Regions from separate parts of the Mus musculus genome. Here regions 1 and 3 are each linked to region 2. The links are chromatin contacts, called in public Hi-C and Micro-C maps. All regions are on one chromosome and are shown on one strand. The core of a region is the stretch at or near the end of the contact, and the rest is flanking DNA. Distances in the headings are between cores, read along the strand shown. Region 1 holds the start of Smg9 (smg-9 homolog, nonsense mediated mRNA decay factor (C. elegans)). Region 2 holds the start of Relb (avian reticuloendotheliosis viral (v-rel) oncogene related B). Region 3 holds the start of Phldb3 (pleckstrin homology like domain, family B, member 3).

Region 1 (4,620 bases), core at 1,681-4,180, 4.8 Mb after region 2:
AACCAGGCACACTCATGGTGCATTTACACACAAGCAGGCAAAACACATAAACACACAAAATAGTTTAATTAAAAAGATAATCCTCTCAAGCACATGTCATCAAGTATACACAGGAATGTTTATAAGAAGGAATATTCAGAGTGCGTATGCGTACAGCAGCAGAAAACTGTTAAGAGCCTGAGCTGCTAACTGCTAAGTTCAGTTCAGCTGGTTTCTGGGGAGGGTGACTGCTGACCCTCACGGAGAACTGCGAGAAGGGCATGCAGTGAGCCAAGCCTGCCTTTCGGGCCAGGCTCTGCTGCTCCCTAAGCATGGGGCCTTCAGGCGCATCTCCTGTCTTCTTATCATCTTTCTGCATCTGTTAAGTGAGGGAGGAGGCTTTATCGAGAGATAGAAGTTACAGGGAAGCAGAGCCTGGTGCCGGTGGCCCAAGGACAATGCCAAATCCCTCCTCTGCCCACTTTGCGGCATGTATGCAGATGAGTGCACTCACCCGTATGTGCATGAGGAGGCCAGAGGTCGATATTAGTGTCTCTCTATATATGTATGTGTGTGTGTGATGTATACATGATGATGTATATATTTAACATGTATGCTTTGTGTATATATATAAATATATATTATATGTATATATAGTATATATACTATATATATGTGTGTATATATATATATATATATATATATATATATAACATGCATGCTGTGCCTCGGGAGGACAGAAGAGGCCTCTTATGGAGGAAGTTCAAGGGGAATTTACTGAGACTCAGTCTCACAAATAAAATAAAATAAAATAAAATAAAATAAAATAAAATAAAATAGAGATGGTTCAGTAGTCAACAGCACTGGCTGCTCTTACAGAGGACAGGGGTTCAATTCCCAGCACCCACATGGCAGCTCTCAACCTTCTGTTGCTCTAGTTCCAGGGGATCCAACACTCTCTTCTGGCCTTGGCAGCCACCAGGCAGGCACGTGGTGCTCAATCATACTTACAAAGCACTCATACATATAAAAGAAAATGAAATCTTTAAAACATGTAAGCGGAGGGCTGGGCTAAGGCTCTGTGGTAGGGAGCTTAACAAGCCTACTTAAATTCAGTCCCCAATACCCTACCTCAAATGTATGAATGCTGAAACCTTAACTAAAGGCCCAGTGAGGTGGCCTGCTGGGTAAAGGCGCTTGGGACCCATGGGATAGAAGGACAGTGCTGATTCTTGCTGACTCCTCTGGCATCCAAATGTGCATTGCTGCATGTGTGCGCACACATCCTAGAGGGCACACATCCCGCTTATAACTCAGTGAATCTGGTGGCATTGAGCACTCTTCATAAACAGCCCTCCAACCAATCACTGCCCTGATGGTTACCTTGAATATGAAAAACTCGTGCTTTCTGTCTCCAGGCTTCAACAATAAAAAAATTCTTCACGGGCTGGAGAGAAGGCTCAGCGGTTAAGAGCACTGGCTGCTCTTCCAGAGGTCCTGAGTTCGATTCCCAGCAACCACATGGTGGCTCACAACCATCTGTAATGGGATCTGATGCCCTCTTCTGGTGTGTCTGATGACAGCTACAGTGTACTCACTATATATATATCCATCCTTTATAAGCTGGCCATGTGGCCCAGGCAGCAGTGTGCTTACCTAGCATGCATAACATGCATGGGGCTCTAGGTTTAATCCCGTGGAGTGTGCCTCTATCAGCACTCCAAGGAACATTTTTTTTTTTTTCAAATTTGAAAGAAAAGCCGAAGGGAAGGCAAACTTTAAGTCTTGGCAGCTAGGTGCCCATAGGAGAACAGAGAAGAGCTTGGCGGGGGCATGGAGGGAGGCGATGCTGTTTGAGTTAGGCTGACATGGAGATCAGCTCTGGGGACAAGCACGCATGTGTGCTTGTGTCTTGAAATGCAGATCAGTGGTAGAGCACATCCTACATAGCAAGGCCCTCTCTCTTTTCTCAGTACAGAAGAGAATGGGAGAGAATAACGAAAAGCCGAGGGGGTGGGGAGAGCCCAGCAGTCCTGAGGCCAAGGCAGGTGGGTTTCTTTGAGTTCTAGACCAGCCTGGTCTACACAGTAAGACCCCACCTCAAAACAAGAGAGCTGCCTTTAATCCCAGCACTTGGGAGGCAGAGGCAGGCGGATTTCTGAGTTTGAGACCAGCCTGGTCTACAGAGTGAGTTCCAGGACAGCCAGGGCTATACAGAGAAACCCTGTCTCAAAACAAACAAACAAACAAACAAACAAACAAACAAATAACCAAGAGAGCTGATTGTGGCGGCACACACAGGTAGGTTATGCTGAAGAGGCAGACACAGGAGGGTAAGTTTGAGGTCAGGCTGATGGACTCACGGTTTTTTTTCTTTAAGAAAGGAAAAGCAATAGGGGAGGTGGAACTTCTGCCTCTCAGCTGTCTTTCCATTGGGTGACTGCACCCTCTGCCCAGTGGCCTTCCAGCTGCTTCAGGCTGTGCCCCTAGTCCTTTGAATGTTTGCCCCTTCTGTAGCCCTGCGATCCGCCCACTTCTGCCGCCCACCTCGTGCCACAGGTCCAAGCCTAGACCTTTCTCTACAGATGTTCTGTCTTGGAGGAGCTGGGCTCTTCCTTAAAGTCCTTCAAGATCGCTTCTTGCAGCCAGCTGAATCAGTCTTGTGCTTGCTCAGATAAGGACGTTAATTCCTCCCTTCCGCCGTACCCTACCCCGATCGGTCTGACAACACTACAGAAGACCCGGGATTCGAACTCGAAATCTCCAGAGCTGCCCACCCAGCCAAACAGCAGGCCCGCCCAGAGAAACAATGCGCACGCGCCTTCTCAGCAGCAACATACTCCCTCGCCCCTCCGTAATCCGCATGCGTGCTGAAGCCAGCCACCTCCATTCACGCATGCTCAGTCTAACGCGCACGTTGGGTTCGCTTGCGCGCCCAGCCCGCGGCGCATGCGCCGAGCTAGCAGCGCAGGCCGTGACTCGTTGGGCTGCGTACTGTGGCTTCCTCTTCTTCCTCCTCTGGGAGCTTCCGGGACGCCAAGGCCTGTTCCGGAATAGCCGGCACCCGTTTTCTCGGCCTCTCTCATTCTCTGGCTTGTGACCTTCCGGCACCATTTACACGGCAGGTGGCTGTGGAGGACCTTCCCCGCCCACGCTGCACTCCCGTCACTCAGAGCGCGCGCTGCGACCCAGGAACTAATCAGCAGCTGCCCTAGGTAAGGGGAAGGGGGGACGCCCCGAGCCTGGGAGAGGCAGGCGCGCCGACGGGGCGGGGTTGGGGGTGGGGCGTATTCAAGCCCCGCCCCCGCCCTGCCGTTAAAAGGTCGCTGGGCGGCTGGCCAATGGGAGTAGGAACGTGAAGGTCTCGGAATTGCGGCGCCGTTAGCTGGAGGTACAAATAAATTAATAGAAACTATAGCCACTGTAAAGTGTCCCTGTAGTGCTGGTACGAGCCTTCTAACAGTATCGGGAGGAAATTTCTGGACACAGTCCCAAAGAAGCCGACATACACCTAGGGCCACCTTCCATGGAAATTGGATTTTGAGGTTCTTCATGCCTGAGTATTGGAAGGAGGCTCCATATAAGACTGCAAGTAGGGGCTGGAGAGATGGCTCAGAGGTTAAGAGCACTGACTGCTCTCCCATAGGTCCTGAGTTCAATTCTCAGCCACCACATGGTGGATCACAACCACCTGTAATGGGATCTGATGCACATTCTACTGGTGTGTATCTGAAGACAGCTACAGTGTACTCATATAAATAAATACATAAATAATATTTTTAAAAAGGGGGGCTAGAGAGATGGTTCAGCGGTTAAGAGCACTGACTGCTCTTCCAGAGATCATGAGTTCAAATCCCAGCAACCACATGGTGGCTCACAACCATCCGTAATGAGATCAGATGCCCTCTTCTGGTGTGTCTGAAGACAGCTACAGTGTACTTATATATTATAATAAATCTTAAAAAAAAAAAAAAAAAGACTGCAAGTAGACTAGGAAGCACTTAGAAAAATACGTGAATAGAACTGGACAAGGCGGCTCACACATGTAATTCCAGTAGTGTGGAGCCAGAAACAGGAGGGTCGCCATGAGTTTGAGACCAGCCTGAACTGCAGAGCAGGACCCTGTTTGAGAGGGAGAGGTGAGGAGGAGGAGGAAACAGTATTAAGTTGTGGAATGCACCATGCCTCAAGAGAAAAGGCATTAGAACAGTTAAGAATTGGGGGTCTCCTGGAAATTCTTGCAAAGCAACTTGTCAATTCTGGAAGATTCTCCAAAGAGGTGCTTCACATGTAGGTGGGAAGATAGCTCAGTGTGTGAAGTGCTTGTTTGCAAGCATGAAGACCCAGGTTTGATCCCCAGCAACCACATAAAAAGTGGAGCCTGGCGGCACGATCTTGTCATCCCAGTGCTGCGGAGGCAAGACTGGCAGATGTGCAGAGCTCCTTGCCCAGGCAAAAACAGTGTGGGGCTGTCAGGATGGTTGTATCAGGTAACGGGGCCACCACAAGGCCAAAGAATTGACTTCCATCCCTGCGGCCTACAGGATGGAAAGAGAAAATGGTCTCTCGGAAGTTGTCACCTGGCCTCCACAAATGTGATATGGCTCTGTGCCTGCTTGCACGCAGGCATGTGTATGTGTG
Region 2 (4,565 bases), core at 1,615-4,114:
ATACAAGGTCCCACTATCAGCCTCAAATTTGTGCCCATCCCCCTGCTTCAGCTTCCCCTGTGCTGGGAACATTACAGAACAGTATAGGCATGTACTGCTTTTACTGGCAATAGTTGTTGTTGTTGAGGCAGGGTCTCTTCCTGTAGACCTGGCTGTCCTGGAACTCACTATGTAGCCCTGGCTGACCTCACTGAGATCTGCCTGCCTCACTATGTAGACCAGGCTGGCCTCACAGAGATCTGCCTGAGTATAAAGGAATAGACCATCACTGCCTGCTCCCTCTCCCTGCTTCACCAAGGGTCTAGATAATTTAAATGGACATGGTCTGAGAACTATGATAGTCTAACTAACTGCTATTATTACTCTTATTATCATGACTATGCCACTAACAGCTACTATGAACTGGAAGGCTATGAATTTGTAAGCATCAACTCATTTAACTTTCTCTATCTCCAAAAAGGAACAAATGGGTATGAAACAGATGAATAAAACTGAGGTAGTTTTAGGGAAATCACGTGAGGGGGTGGTAACATCATGTCTGAAATTCAGTTCCAAGGCCCAAAATAATGGATGATGGAGAACATCTAAAAGAGCCTTTACTTAGGGGGTCAGCAAATAGAACTATACAAGCTTCTAACAGTCTTGACAATATGGGCACGTAAGGAATAAAACAGGGAGAGACAACGCTGTGATTATAAAATGAAAAAGGGGTACTAATATATGTTTTAAGGTGTGTGGTGAGGTATGGGGGAAGGGGGTGCCTCCGTGGGCCCATGCCAAGGCATCCCTTCCCTGAGGGACCAGCCACTCGAAGGTTGAAGGTCGGTATAGTATAGAACAGAGTTTATTTAGGGCATGGGGAGGGGAGTTAAGAGAGTAGTAGAAGCCGGGCGTGGTGGCGCTCGCCTTTAACCCCAGCACTTGGGAGACAGAGGCAGGCGGATTTCTGAGTTTGAGGCCAGCCTGGTCTACAAAGTGAGTTCCAGGACAGCCAGGGCTACACAGAGAAACCCTGTCTCGAAAAACAAAACAAACAAAAAAGAGAGTAGTAGAAGCAGAGAAAGGCAGAGAGAAGTAGAGAAGTAGAGGCCAGCCATGACCACGTGGAGAGAAGGGGAAAGGGAATGGGGAGAGAGGGGAGCAAGGGAGCAAGATGGAGGGGATGCATCAGCCCCTTTTATAGTGAGCCAGGACTACCTGGCTATTGCCAGAGAAATGTGGGGGTGGAGTACAGACAGAGTACCAACAGACAAAGCTTGCAAAGTGGGTACACTCATTCCCTCTCCACGGGGGCTCCTCCAATCCCATTTCCTACAAGCAGGTGGGCAGGGGCTGTGGGGGTTGCTCACCTGTGGTCCTGGAGACCGTTAGTGACAGGGAAGAGAGGTCACTGGAACCTGTGAGATGGAGACCTGGATTAACAAACAATGCAGGACCAGAGACTCTGATGAGCCTGCTCCTCTCTCTGGCTTGGTCCCTTGAATAAAGTCCCTCCTCCTTACCGAGCTCAGGTGCAGGCCAGCCTTCTCTAACTCCTTTTTTTTTTTCTTGGTTTTTCGAGACAGTGTTTTTCTGTATAGCCCTGAGCTGTCCTGGAACTCACTTTGTAGACCAGGCTGGCCTCGAACTCAGAAATCCGCCTGCCTCTGCCTCCCAAGTGCGCCACCACAACCGGCTCTTCTCTAACTCTTGAAAAAAGTTCTGGCTTTTCGTTTCTGCCTTTGACTCCGCCAATCATCACTCAATATCCGCTACTTTCCCCATTAAGGTGGGACTTGGAGGACTCCTGATGCCTCAGGAAAACCCCCGTCTCCGTTCTTCCCTCAGGGCGAAATCCGAGCCCCAATACTTCGTCACTGGAGAACTTTCCTCTCCCCCATCTCGCTGCAGGCCCCGCCCCTTTTCAATCCCATCGTCAGGCCCCGCCCTTCGTTTTCTAAACAGGCCCTGCCCTTTCCCTAGACCTGCCACTACGCCCCACTTTCCCCCACCCCAACCCAAGGGTAAGTCCCGCCCACTCACTGAGCCACACACCTCTTCTTGCTCTTGGAGCCTGACCCCGCCCCTATTTCCTGTCAAGCACAGTCCTGGATCCTCCTCCTCGAGGTCAGGCACCGCTCCTCCTTAAATCTTGAAGCTGGGCCCCGCCTCTTTCTTTGCCTCTAAAGGCCTAAGCCTTGCGGGAGAAGGGTCCCCCTTGTTTGGAGAGAATAAAGCCACTTCCTCGAATTAGGCTCCGCCCCTTACTCCTAAGAGCAGCCTCACCCACTCTGTAAACCAGAAGCCTCCTCTGAGTTTGCCCCGCCCCTGTGTGTATGGCTCCTCCCCTTCAGAGTTATGCCCCGCCCCTCCTCTCGACCGCCGCCCGGCCCGCCCCCTTCTTTGCCTCAGGCTCAGGCCCCGCCCCCTTCTCACTCCTTAGCGGGACGCCTAGCCTGTATCTCCCCGGCAAGACCCTTCACCATCCTCTACCTTCTGCCTTATCCCTCGCGCAGTGTCCCCGCCACCCTTGTACTCTCCGCACCGAAGCGCGAATCCTGCGGAAACCCGCAGATGACTCCGAGCGCCCCGAACTCCCCGAGCCCGAGCCCCGCCCCAGAGGTTCCACTCTGCTTACCCAAGGCCCCTAGCTCGGGCGCGGACTCTCTGGCAGCGCGGCGACTCGGCATGGCCCGGCCCGTAGGGACCGACAGCCCGAAGGCCAGCTCAGGGCGAGCGCACACGAGGGCAAGCCGGGCAGTCGGACAGCCCGGTCGGCTGGGACGATCACCGGCCGGGCAAGCGGTGCAAGGCTAGGGCCGAAGGCCGGGCTGGACGCACGGCGCCCGGGGCTGCGGGGGGCGCCGGGCCGAGCGGGCGGCGGGCGGGGGCGGGGCGGCGGAATTCCCCGGCGCCGCCGGCCTGCGCACCCATTGGCTCGTACCCCTCCGTGACGTCACGTCAAAGGGAATGGGAAAACCCCCGCTGCTCACGTGACTGCGGGGGCGGGGTCGGCCGGGAAGCGAAGGCTTGGCACTTCGCAGGGTCCGGGTGCGAGTCGCTGCCCATTGCCTTGGCCAAGACCACTGAGGTCCGTCCGGGTCCACTTGCGCCCTACCCACAGAACAAGCTGAGAAATGGGCATTCCATTTCCCCTACGAGGGCTTGAACCTGCTATCTTTCAGGCTGGCAAATGAAGCCAGGAGTGGGAAGTTAGCAGCCATTGATAATTTGTTTGAAGTAAAATTTACATAGGGTCTCATCTTGCCCAGACCGATGACCTTGAACTGCAGATCCTTTTGCCCCCATGGATCCTTCAGATTCGTCCCTCCACAGTGCTGGGACGACAGGCATGAACCACCACCTAGTCTATGCAGCACTGAGTGTTGAACCCAGGGCTTCATGAATACTGAGCTACAGTCCCAGCCCGTTGGTGATATATGGCACCTATAACCTATAGAAACCTATAGAAACTTGTATGTTCCATTCCCCTTCTATCATAGCATGTGTGATCAATGATTCAAGCAACCTACGCATAATTAAGCACTTGCCATATGCTGCAGCCTGTAATGAAAACTAGGGTACAGCATTACTAAAACCAGGCCCACTTCTTGCTCCAGAGGCAGAAAACTGCAGCAGTGAATGATGTGGCACCGGTATCTACTGTTGCACACCAAAGCAAAGAGCATTGTTTTGGTTTTGCTATGTAGCTCTGGTTGACATTGAATTCATGATAATCCATCTGCTTCAGCCTGAGTCCTGGGGATCCCAGGCACCTACCATCACGTCCAGCTTAGAGCAAACCTTTTCTTGCAATGAAAGACATTAGGCTCAGGCTTTGAGAACCAAATGGTCTTAATTTTCAAATGTGCCATCTTACATAAACAGCCAAGGACCAGAAACAGGGATGTGGCTATGTTCTATTAGAACATAATTTGATAAATATAGAAATGGGAATATCATGTAACTTTCACACTGAATCATATTCTTTTTCACTTTGTACCAGAGGGAAATGTTCCAGTGTCATAAGCAAGCCCAGGAGTGGACATCTCCCATAGAATAAGCTTGCCAGTCACACACACACACACACCAATCACTGCTTTCCTTGAGGTTTTCCAACTGTAGTGCTGAGGATGTGGCTTGTGATAGAATGCTTGTCTAGCATGTATGAGATTCTAGGCTGTGTTCTCAGCAGCACACAGAAAGATATTGTAGCCACAATATGCCCATTCTGGACAGACAGAGGCAGGAGATCCACTGACAAGTAGTGAGTTCCACTGCATAGCAGGCCCTTGTCTCAACGCAAACCAACAAAATAAAACAAAAAAGAAGGGGGAGAAGAGGGGGAAAATTGGGCTGGTGGTGTGGCTTAGTGGTAGAGCACCTGCCTAGCATGTTGGAGGACCTGTGTTGATTGCCTGGATCTGAGACACGACTGTGAATTCAAAAGCAAAACTGAGAGCCAGGTATGACAGCTCACACGAGTAACTTAAAACACTTGAAAGTCTGAGGCAGGAAATCACCACGAGTTCTAGGCCAGTCTGGACTACTTATAGCAAGACCCTGAATGAAAAGACAAGCAATCT
Region 3 (4,407 bases), core at 108-2,607, 5.0 Mb after region 2:
TCTTTACATGTTGGGTGCCACTTACATACCTGCACTATCTTTCACATACACAAGTAATAATAATTTTAAAAAAGTCATTTAGAATGCTTGTAGATCCTAGGTGTATTTGTTTCCTTCAGCCTCGGTCCCCACAACTGTACAATGGAGACGGTCGATCTCTTTTTTTCTATGGGCTGTGGTGTGGTATGACACTGAGGTGTGTCAAATGTTTTGCACAGCTCTTGATGTCTAACAGTCGGGTTTTGCATACCAGATATTTTCCTGTTTCTGCCCAGAGAGGAAAGGGTCTGGCTGTGACCTTTAACCTCTGTGCCCCACCCCATAGTAAACTGTGTGCGCGTGGGGCACACTCTGTCTCTGGGCAGATCGCTGACTCAGCCCGGGATACCCCCTCCCCTTGTCCGGCTCCCTAAACCGGTCAGGGCCCTTCCAAAGGGCTTATTAGAGGGGAGAGGCCCCCATCTTCATTCCTATCTTCCTTTGAGGATTTCCTAGGCTTCGGCCTTAGGGAGGCTGCTGTATGCAGGTGGCTAAGAAGCCCGGCCCTCCAGGGGCACCGGAGGCTGAGTGGGAGGTCTGGGCGCTGGGCTCTCTCTGGGTGGGGCTGGAGGGGCCGGGATGGCTGGGTGCCTGGGCTGCGGGCGGGGCAGGCTGCTGGCTCCCTCCTCCCAGGAGAGCTGTCGGACCTGTTGTCCCCCCCTCCACTTCCGGGCTGCTGGGGAGGGGGACGGGGCGGCCTCTCTCTCCTCCCTCCTTCCAGCCACCTGTTTAGCCGCAGGAGCGGCAGTGCCCAGTGCAGAGCCAGAAAGAAGGTTGACGACCTACGAGGACCTCCTCCCGGGAAGGAACGGAGGCGTTGGGGCCCCAGGCATATCCGGAGAGGTAGACATTGCCAGCCCCGAGTTCTGGATCTTGGGGTGAGGAGCCTCGGACGCTGATTCCTTACAGGTGGTTCGGGACCCAACTGTGGAGCTCCAAGGAGGAGAGCCGGGCTAGTCCCGAGAGGGTAGAGGAGATGGAATCTCTTGGAGGCAATCCGGGAAACTGGAGAGGGCTGCAGAAGGGGCTCAGGGATGACACATGGAGCAAAGGGAAGGCTCAGCGTGCGACGCCCCAGCACGGGGAGCGTTAGGACCCCGGACTCAAATTCTCTTCCCACCTCTAGGTGTGTGTGTCACCTTCGGAGCCGACAGCCTCTCCCCAGTCGCGAGCGGGTCCCCAGGAAATCTACGCCCGCGGAATGTTCAGAGCTGGTCTCTGAACCTTTAGGTTCCGCCCTCTGGGCAAGCTCAACGCGCTCTAGACCACGCCCACAAACATCAGACCACGCCTCTGAAACTGACCACGCCCACACCACAGGAATCCGAAGCGGCCATGGGGACACCCAGCACCCTAGAGGAGGGCTCCTCGTCTCCAAAGGTTTCGGAATGCGCCGTCGAGGTCCAGCCTCAAGGGGCTGTGCAGCCTCAGGGGCACCCCGAGGATCCCAAAGAGCACAAGGAGCCCGAAGTCCCAGCGGAGCTTCCAAGTTGCCCCGGAGCTGGGCGGCAGGCCGAGGAAGAGGAAGAAGTGGAAGAAGGTAGCAGCACCGAGAGCTGCCGCGAAGAGGTGAGGGATCATCCCCCCGGGGGGGCTGTCCAGACGGACAGACAGACACCCAAGACGACACAGAAGAACATAAAGAGAGAGACTAGACAGAGACCCAGAGTCAAGGAGAGTACCCATAGACAGGCAGAAACACCCTGTTAGACAAAGTTGGATTTGAAGCCAGAGAGACTCGGGTAGAAACATAGAAACTAGATACGACAGAGACACAGGGAGTGAGACATAGACCTAAAAGAGAGACACAGGGAAGACACACAGACCCAGAAGAGAAACAAAAAGAAATGCCAACATAGAAGAGTCTAAGTCAGAGAGAGGGACGGGGGTGGGGGTGGGGGGAAGAAGAGCGATCCAGGGACTCTGAGAAAGAGATCCCAAGAGGTTGAGACTCAGGGACAGATGAGCTCATCGTGTACAAAGACACTTGCTGTCAAATCTGACGACCTGGGTTCGATCCCCAGAACCCTCATTGATGTAAGGCAAGAATCTTCTGATTTCCACTAGCATTCAGGTACAAAAAAGAAAGAAGGAAAGGAAGGAAGGAAGGAAGAAAAAAAAAGAAAGAATAGAGGAAGAAATGGAGGAAGAAAAAAGAAAAGGAGAGAGAAGGGAGAAAGGAAAAAGGAAAAGAAGAAAAGGAAAGGAGGGAAGAAATGAGGAAGAAAGAAAAAAGAAAGGAAGGAAGGAAGGAAGGAAAGAAAAGGAAGCAAGCTCTGCTAGTTCAGCTTCAGAGCATAGTGGCTTTGTATGATGGGTTCAGAACCTGCCGGCTTCCCCGCTTCACGGTCTTCCATTCGGACCCGAAAGGAAGTAGTTGAACTTGGCAGCTCATGACCCCCAGAGGCACTACTGGGGTGGGACCAGACCTGTTTGGTGACTTGAGGGGGGCGAGACTTGTTCTCATCACACCCTCTCTAATTTCAGCCCGAGGCTACGCCTGCCGCGCAGATTCCAGCCACACCTTCCCCATGCCTCCCTTCTGGGGAAGAGCTGCGGGGGGCAGCGCGGCGGCTGCGAGGACAGCAGCTGGAGGCACTGACTCGCGTGGCTCTGATGGAGCAGCGGGTGAAGGAGTTACAGCGCCAGAAGAAGGAACTGAGGATCGAGGTGAGGATGGGGAGATCTTGGGAAATCAACCCGTGAGGGAACCTGCGAGCCAAGACACCGAGTCCATTCTAAACTTTAGGATCCTTTTTGATAAGCAGCAGGTGTTCAAGGCCCGAGGCCTTTTCCAGACTTCCCATCTCCCAGCCCCTTCCTCCACTGGCTGCTGCACCCAAATTCTCGCCTTGTTTTTTCGCAGATGGAGGTGGAGGTGGCCCTGCTCCGGGGTGAGCTGGCCGGGGAACGAGTGGCCGCTCGCCGGGAGGAGGAGCAGCTGCGGGAGCTGCTGGGCCAGCGGGTGGAGACCCAGCCGAGCAGCCAAGAACAGCGGGAGCAGGTTGGTGTGACCAGCGACTCCATCCTCATGTTCCTTTCTTCCGGGCTGGAACACCCTCTGGTCGGACCTAATAGTTGTCCTTGTTCTTCAAAGAGATTGGGTTCCTGTTCCTCATTTTCCTCCTCTTTCCCAGGCCTGATTTGGATGCCTGGCTACTGAGGTCTCTTTCTTGGCTGTCCCTATAATTTCACAGTTTAATGGTGTAGTAGGAAACATTTCAAACCCGTAAAAACTGAATACTCAGTTGGGCTGGTGTCCTATGCTCCCCAGCTTTAGTAGCGATTCCTTTACTATCCTTTCATCTCACCCAGTTCTTCCCTGTCTCCATATCCCTGGATACTAAGAATCTAAATCAACCCTGCAAGGCTGAGCCACGCCCCCAGGCCCTCACTGGGGGATTCTAGACAAAGGCAAGAGGATCTGCCACTGAGCCACGTCCTCACCTTGTTCCAAGTTTTAAATGCTCCTTGTAGAAGCCATATTACCTGTATATGTTTTAGCAGGTACCACAGAAAAATGAGAACTTTCTTGTGTGTGTGTGTTTTATTTGAGACTTGGTTTCCCTAAGTAGCCCTGACTGGCCTAGAACCCATGATTCTCTTGTCTCAGCCTCTTGAGGGCTGGGGTTACAGGTGTGCACAGGGCTGGCTTGTTGTAATTGGTCATCTCAATTGTTTTGTCTCTAATGGACCTAGTGGGCCTCCCCTACTTGTCTGTTTGCTTATTGCTTGTTGAAGAAACTAGGTCTTCTGGGTGATATTTTATGGTTGTTTTGTGTTTCCGAGCTGGTGTCTTACTATGTAGCCCTGGCTGGCCTGGAACTTACTATATAGACCAGGCTAGACTCAAACCATTGGATTCACCTGCTTCTGCCTCTTTTTTTTTTTTTAAAGATTTATTTATTAATATATGTAAGTACACTGTAGCTGTCCTCAGACACTCCAGAAGAGGATCTTGTTGTGGATGGTTGTGAGCCACCATGTGGTTGCTGGGATTTGAACTCTGGACCTTTGGAAGAGCAGTCGGGTGCTCTTACCCACTGAGCCATCTCACCAGCCCTTCTGCCTCTTAAGAACTTTGTTGTTGTTGTTCTGTTTTCTTGGTTTGTTTTTTTTTTTGTTTTTGTTTTTGTTTTTGTTTTGTTTTGTTTTGTTTTTTGAGGCAGGGTTTCTCTGTGTAGCTCTGGCTTTCCACTTTGTAGACCAGATTGGCCTTGAACACAGAGAAATCCGCCTACCTCTGCCTCCCAAGTGCTGGGATTAAAGGCGTGTGCCACCACTGCCTGGCATCTTAAGGCCTTTAAAAAAAGATTTATTATTTATTTGTTTATTTGGTGTGTGTGTGTATTTGTAACATTCATGTGA

What was found. Hi-C and Micro-C count contacts between places; a contact is called where the count stands out from the background.
Region 1: a contact with region 2 is called in a Micro-C map of embryonic stem cells. The contact joins the promoter of Smg9 here to the promoter of Relb in region 2. A contact is called at or near these places in 1 of 39 promoter capture datasets (second pharyngeal arch cranial neural crest) and 1 of 484 Hi-C or Micro-C datasets (embryonic stem cells).
Region 3: a Hi-C map of B cells shows a contact between it and region 2, with 6 read pairs. The contact joins the promoter of Phldb3 here to the promoter of Relb in region 2. A contact is called at or near these places in 1 of 39 promoter capture datasets (cranial neural crest) and 1 of 484 Hi-C or Micro-C datasets (B cells).

Annotation. Positions count from the first base shown.
Region 1 is chr7:24,396,698-24,401,317 of GRCm38.p6, forward strand. Smg9 (smg-9 homolog, nonsense mediated mRNA decay factor (C. elegans)) reads left to right here and starts at 2,931. Exons shown (of 14, transcript NM_028047.2): 1 at 2,931-3,194.
Region 2 is chr7:19,626,574-19,631,138 of GRCm38.p6, forward strand. Relb (avian reticuloendotheliosis viral (v-rel) oncogene related B) reads right to left here and starts at 2,865. Exons shown (of 12, transcript NM_009046.2): 1 at 2,618-2,865; 2 at 1,350-1,397. The coding sequence starts at 2,669.
Region 3 is chr7:24,609,971-24,614,377 of GRCm38.p6, forward strand. It overlaps Phldb3 (pleckstrin homology like domain, family B, member 3), which reads left to right and starts at 1,358. Exons shown (of 15, transcript NM_001102613.1): 1 at 1,358-1,608; 2 at 2,527-2,709; 3 at 2,906-3,043. The coding sequence starts at 1,375.